2 separate regions of the Tachysurus vachellii genome follow, and region 2 is linked to region 1. The links are chromatin contacts, called in public Hi-C maps. All regions are on one chromosome and are shown on one strand. The core of a region is the stretch at or near the end of the contact, and the rest is flanking DNA. Distances in the headings are between cores, read along the strand shown. Region 1 holds the start of adcyap1b (adenylate cyclase activating polypeptide 1b). Region 2 holds the start of emilin2a (elastin microfibril interfacer 2a).

Region 1 (3,166 bases), core at 331-2,830:
CTAATAAATTATTATAAATTAAGGAACAATTAAAAACACAAAAACTTACAGAAGCTATAAGCTGTTATGTTTACGACAATACTAAATTGCTTTGAATCATGAGCCTTTTATATGTCGCAAATTGAAGGCTGAAACGAAATGGTGGACAAACCTCCAGTTCTTAGGAGGAAATTATTAGATTTCACAGAGTCCCAAACCTAGTCCTGGAGTACCCACTGCACCATCAATTTATGTGTTTTTCTGGGCTCTTACACATCCACAACAGCTCACAACGGGGCTTATTAATTAGCTGTTAATCAAATATTGTTGGCATCAGCAAAAAAATTTAAATATGCACAACAAGAGTTTCTCAATTACCAGAGATGAGAAATTGTACTCTGTGCATTCATATATGCAATTTCATAACAGCGAACCGTAGCCCAACCTGCAACCGCACGATGGCGCTCTTGAAACGTTTAAATGTGTCACGCCATATATACGCCATATACGCACACACAAATCCACGAATATTGACAATGCAGCGTGCTGTACCGAACTCACGCACGGCAGACGGGATGAATGGCTTTTGACGTCATACTACGTCACATTTAACGAGACGTCGACGTGAATTATTAAATTATTGTTATCGGATCGCATGATTCACTTGTCAGTGCATTGAGTTAAAGAATGTATTGAATATATAGAAGCACAGGTTAAATGCGGAGGGTTGCATGCAAACAATATGAATTTAAGTACTGTTTGAAGTTGTTGGTTGGGGTGAAATCAAGATTGTGGAACTACTACTTTTGCACTTGTCTTTGTAGCAAGGCCTGTTTACACTTAAGTTAAAAAAAAGTGTTTTTCCCTATTAATGACAGTATTTATTTGAAACCATTTGCCGTACGCGATCAGTGGTTTTGTCTTATGTATAATCTATAAGCATAATTTATCATTTTAATGCAATTACCTATCCGATTAAGGGGCGATTTATTCTACACGTTCGCTAGAGAAACCAAGACATTTAACAGTTCTTTTCACTTAAGAAACCCTTGAGTTTCTGTAAAGCATATACAACAGAGTGCTACCGATTAAGAAAAGGTTAAAACCCATAATTGTTTAATGAACGATTAAATAAGAACTGAAGGACAATTTAGGAAGATAAATAATGAACTACAGTATTGCGTCGAAACATCAGCACCACAATAGTGGACAGCTCCCTGTGTTTGCCCTATTTATGCTAAATTCTGTATTCATTAATTAATTAATTCATTCTGTCAGTTTATTTAAATACTATTAATCAGTTATAGGATTAAATGCTAAAAAAAAATGTCTGTACGGAAAGACGGATGAGAATGCAATTTCGTAATTTCCCAGAATGGTGCCATCTCAGCTTCCTGTCGTATTTAAAAAAAAAATGCAATTTGTTTCATGCCTTAAAAAATGGAGTTTAAAAGGGAAAAGTTCCATTTGAGGCGTGTCAGAGTAACTTATCTGTCGATGAGGAAGAAATTACACACTTATATTCCGGGAGGAAGGGGCTGATGACGTCTGAGGCATACTTAATGGGACTTATTGAAAAAAGGGCAAGAGTCTCCATTCATGGATAAAAATCAGAGGAAACTGGAGGGGGGGTGAAAGTTGAGCAAAAAAGGACATGTGGACGAACGAATAAGCCGTGAACGACGAATTTCACCGACAATTTTTTGTTCGCAAAGGCTATTTTTTGTTTTGTTTGTTTGTTTGCTTTCGAAGCTACTTATTGTATAAAAGTCAAACGCGGTTGATCAGGACGAACCCATTAGGAAACGGCGGTGGCGCTTCAGAGAAGAGGTGCCGTGAGAAAGATTACCTTGCCTCTCTCTCTCTCTCTCTCTCTCTCTCTCTCTCTCTCTCACTCTCTCTCTCTCCCTCTCTCTCTATATCACTCATACACACACGCTCAGCAGCCGCACCCGAAGCGCGTCCCGCAGCCTCGCTCTCTGTCCAACCTGCCGTAGGTACGTGACCGTTTTGCCTGTTTCATTTCAGCTTAAGCCACAAAATCGTGCTTTGAAGGAACACAAACTCCAGGATTCTTCATGTTTTTTTTTTTATTTTTATTTTTTTTGTGTGTGTATTTCTAGTTTATTACTAGCATTTTTGTCGACTTACGGAGAAGGACTGAATGTGCGTCGTTCCAAGGCTCTCCTTAAAGTTTTCAGACCCGAGCGGATTTTAGAGAGTTAAAGAAACGTCGTTTGGAAATTGTAGGACGTGTCAGGACAGAAGTTTTATTGCGTTATTAGAAAGCTTGGAAATTGGCGATAGAACGGTGCAAAAAAAAAGCAAACAACAAGAACAAAGAAAAAAATGACTACATTTTAAGGCGTGTTACAGTGTTGAGTTGAAGCGTATAAGTGATTTAACTTTCTTCGCGTTCCCTTTACAGCATGGCCAAATCTAGTAGAGCTACTTTGGCTCTGCTCATCTACGGGATCTTAATGCGCTACAGCGCTCAATGCACACCCATCGGAATGGGCTTCCCCAACATGAGGTACGTACACACTGCCAAAATCCTGTCTTTTCTCCTTTTATTGGTCAATCTTACGTCTTAAAGACTATCAACTGGTCTTCAGAATTCGAAGATCTTTTTAATTATTAATTATCTTATTTTGGAGAAGACACAAATATGCGAATTTTATTTTGGAGCAATTAATTATTCCGAATATTTCTTTTTTTCATGGATTATTTTTGCTGTAAAATGGTCCATACCCACCGTAATAGATTTGCTTTTTTGTTGGAAAAGGACTGCCAATTTAATCCAAGTTGTTTCTACAGGAAGCAAAGCATTTTCCCCGGAGTGTTGACGCTAGGGTTTAGACAGTATATTTCTATGGGGACTTGCCTATATGAAAATGAGAATGAATCTGGAATGACGGCCGAGTGGCGTCACACTGCAAACACAAGCAGTAAACGAATAGGAAGCTGGTGTGAGTGGAAGACGGTGTGAACTCGTTATTGTGCATCAGGCTTTCATACTAGCGCAACGTGCAAGCTACAAGCAGCAAGGCTAATATGAGTGTGTTGTATTAAAATGCCTCTAGCGTATAATCATAATAATCAGCATTAAAAACAGTATAAATATAAACGTGATAACGAAAGTGTTTTTTTTTTTACAAGTGAATTTCGTTTAAGTAGAAATATTGTA
Region 2 (3,166 bases), core at 245-2,744, 140 kb after region 1:
TTTTCAGAGCGATATCAGTCACTGCAGCATCCAAAAAAATGTTTACGCGCAAGACGCGATGACTGACAGCCGTGAGGGTCTAGTGCATGGGCGTGTCTGTAGATGTGACGTCATGTTGGACACACGTTTAATCTCTCTCTCTCTCTCTCTCCCTCTCTCACTCTCTCTCTGTCTGTCTGACTTTCTCTTTCTGTCTGTCTCTCTCTCTCTCTCTCTCTCTCTGTCTGTCTGTCTGTCTGTCTTTCTCTTTCTGTCTCTCTCTCTCTCTCTGTCTGTCTCTCTCTCTCTCTCTCTCTCTCTCCCTCTCTCACTCTCTCTCTGTCTGTCTGACTTTCTCTTTCTGTCTGTCTCTCTCTCTCTCTCTCCCTCTCTCACTCTCTCTCTGTCTGTCTGACTTTCTCTTTCTGTCTCTCTCTCTCTCTCTCTCTCTCTCTCTCTCCCTCTCTCACTCTCTCTCTGTCTGTCTGACTTTCTCTTTCTGTCTGTCTCTCTCTCTCTCTCTGTCTGTCTGACTTTCTCTTTCTGTCTCTCTCTCTCTCTCTCTCTCTCTCTCCCTCTCTCTCTCTCTCTCTGTCTGTCTGTCTGTCTGTCTTTCTCTTTCTGTCTCTCTCTCTCTCTCTCTCTCTCTCTGTCTGTCTGTCTGTCTTTCTCTTTCTGTCTCTCTCTCTCTCTCTCTGTCTGTCTTTCTCTCTCTGTCTCTCTTTGTCTCTATCTCTTTTTCTGTCTCTCTCTCTCCCTCTCTCTCTCTGTGTCTCTCTCTGTCTCTCTTTGTCTCTCTATCTCTCTTTCTGTCTCTCTCTCTCCCCCTCTCTCTCCCCCTCTCTCTCCCCCTCTCTCTGTCTCTCTTTGTCTCTCTCTCTTTGTCTCTATCTCTTTTTCTGTCTCTCTCTCTCCCTCTCTCTCTCTGTGTCTCTCTCTGTCTCTCTTTGTCTCTCTCTCTTTGTCTCTATCTCTTTTTCTGTCTCTCTCTCTCCCCCTCTCTCTCCCCCTCTCTCTGTGTCTCTCTGTGTCTCTCTTGGTCTCTCTCTCTTTGTCTCTCTCTTTCTCTCTCTCTCTCTCTTTCTGTCTTTTTTTATTAAAATAATAATAATACTGAAGATGTTTAACTGTGAAACACAGAGATCTAAACACACATAGCCTCAAGTCACTACATTGTTGTGTCCGTTTAAAAGTGCTGTGGGGCATTTAAGTCCTCTATTGAGTTGTGTCTATTGTGTACTTGTCCCGCCCCCATTAAGTCTGTGTAAAGCGTTGCCAGATTGGGACACATACAACCTGTGTCGGTATAAAAGTTTAAATAGTTATGATGTGCAATAAAGTCTGTTGTTTTTTGTTTGTTTAATTGTTTTAAGTGACATATAACATGATCAATTGTAGCACGTATTAGTTCACAAGAAATAAAGAATTGTGGGAAAAGACAATTGTGGACAAAAACTGACAATCTGGCAACCTTATTTTTTTTTTGGGACCCCTGTAGAGTTAAGTCTTAACTTTTCCTCAAACTTGGGAAGTAGCTTGGACTGTCCTTTTTTTGTCCGTCGGCTTTGGAAAGGCTGACCCTAGTAAGGTTTTTTTTTTTCTGTAATTGTTTGTGTTGCTCTTTAATGACCAGGACGCACAATGGGTGTTAAACCTCATCTGAGCAGTTTGTGGCTCGCGCTGCTGTTTTTGGGAAGCGTGGTGTGTTTAAGTGTTCAGTACAACTCGCACAGGCTCAGAAACAAGTGGGTATCAACTCCAACACACTGAACATATGATGCTTTAAAAGCTTGTTTCATGTCAGGATGCTGAACTTTATCTACATTTATTTAATGCTGAAGACATTAACACAATCATTTGTGCGTAAAAGAAAAACGCGTTTGCTTAATACACAGGTTTTAAATGACAGGATGACAAGTGAGTTTTACAGTGTTTAGACGTTTTAACAAGAACGCAACAAAAACGTTATAGTCTTGGTTGAAATCATAACTATGAGACCAGATGTTCCAGATGTGTTTGCGCACTTAAACGTCACACTGTGATTGGATACAATCATTGCGTAATTTGGCTCGTTTTCTCTGATTTCAGTCTACATAATAGTGTCGCTGTGTATGAATTTCATCCAGAATCATGTCTTGGATGATTATAAATCGCCACTGTTTTATGATTTGTCAGAAACTGGTGCGCGTTTATCGTGCAGAAGAACGTGAGCTGCGCAGTGCGCGCGGATTTTCCCGCAGCGGTTGAAGCTGAAGCTGCGCCCTGTCCTGTAAACCAGCCAGACTGCGAGCCATCAGTGATGTGAGTACCAAGGAGAGGGGCGGGGCACTGGGCGGGGCACTGGGCGTGGTCTGATCCTTATGAACCGTTATGAGTGACGCTAATACTATAGGGAGAGGGTGTGGCTTAGGAGATCAAGCCAAAGACTGCACCACCAACCAAAAAGAGCTGTACATCCGTGCTATTAGTGTTTATACTATGGTGATTCAGAAAGCTATTTAGTAACAGGGCACACACAGAGCACACACATAGTGTAAAATTATTAGACATTCATTTGCATCTTAATTACATTTATTTTAATTATATAGGGATGTGGAAGCCTAGTGGTCAAAGTGTTCAAATCAAATCAATTTTTATTTGTCACATACACATACATACAGGTTACGACATGCAGTGAAAGGCTTTTTTGAATTTGACCGGTAAATAAAAAGTATAAACTACATAAAAACTATAGAAGATATGAAAATATATGTGAAAAAAAGAATGTACATACATATACATAAATACACATAAATGCGTACAGTTTTGAATGATTGTCTTTAAAGTGTCCATGTGCAGTATGGTGTGTGTATAAAGTGTATAAAGTGACACTGTGCTGTGCAAGTCCAGAGTTAAAGTGACAGTCCAGAGTTAAAGTGTCATAGTGCAAAAAAGGTGTGCAGAAAAACAGTGGTGATGGAGATGGAGAGGTTCAGTACTAGATCCTGGGTGTTTCCTGGTTTAGACTCCGAATGGCCTGCAGGAAGAAGCTTCTCCTCTTTCTCTCTGTGTTTGCTTTCAAGGAGCAAAAGTGTTTCCCTGGATGCAACAAAGAAAAGAGTCCATTGTTGGGATGGCTGAGATCCTTTACAATCTTCCTGGCCCTGGTCCGGCACCGTGTGCTGTAGATGTCCTGCAGGTCATCCTG

Evidence for each region. Hi-C and Micro-C count contacts between places; a contact is called where the count stands out from the background.
Region 2: a Hi-C map of muscle shows a contact between it and region 1, with 2.3 times the contacts expected there. The contact joins the promoter of emilin2a here to the promoter of adcyap1b in region 1. A contact is called at or near these places in 2 of 3 Hi-C or Micro-C datasets (blood and muscle).

What each region holds. Positions count from the first base shown.
Region 1 is chr7:9,014,990-9,018,155 of HZAU_Pvac_v1, forward strand. adcyap1b (adenylate cyclase activating polypeptide 1b) reads left to right here and starts at 1,581. Exons shown (of 5, transcript XM_060874166.1): 1 at 1,581-1,976; 2 at 2,408-2,512. The coding sequence starts at 2,409.
Region 2 is chr7:9,152,314-9,155,479 of HZAU_Pvac_v1, forward strand. emilin2a (elastin microfibril interfacer 2a) reads left to right here and starts at 1,495. Exons shown (of 9, transcript XM_060874096.1): 1 at 1,495-1,724; 2 at 2,155-2,280. The coding sequence starts at 1,621.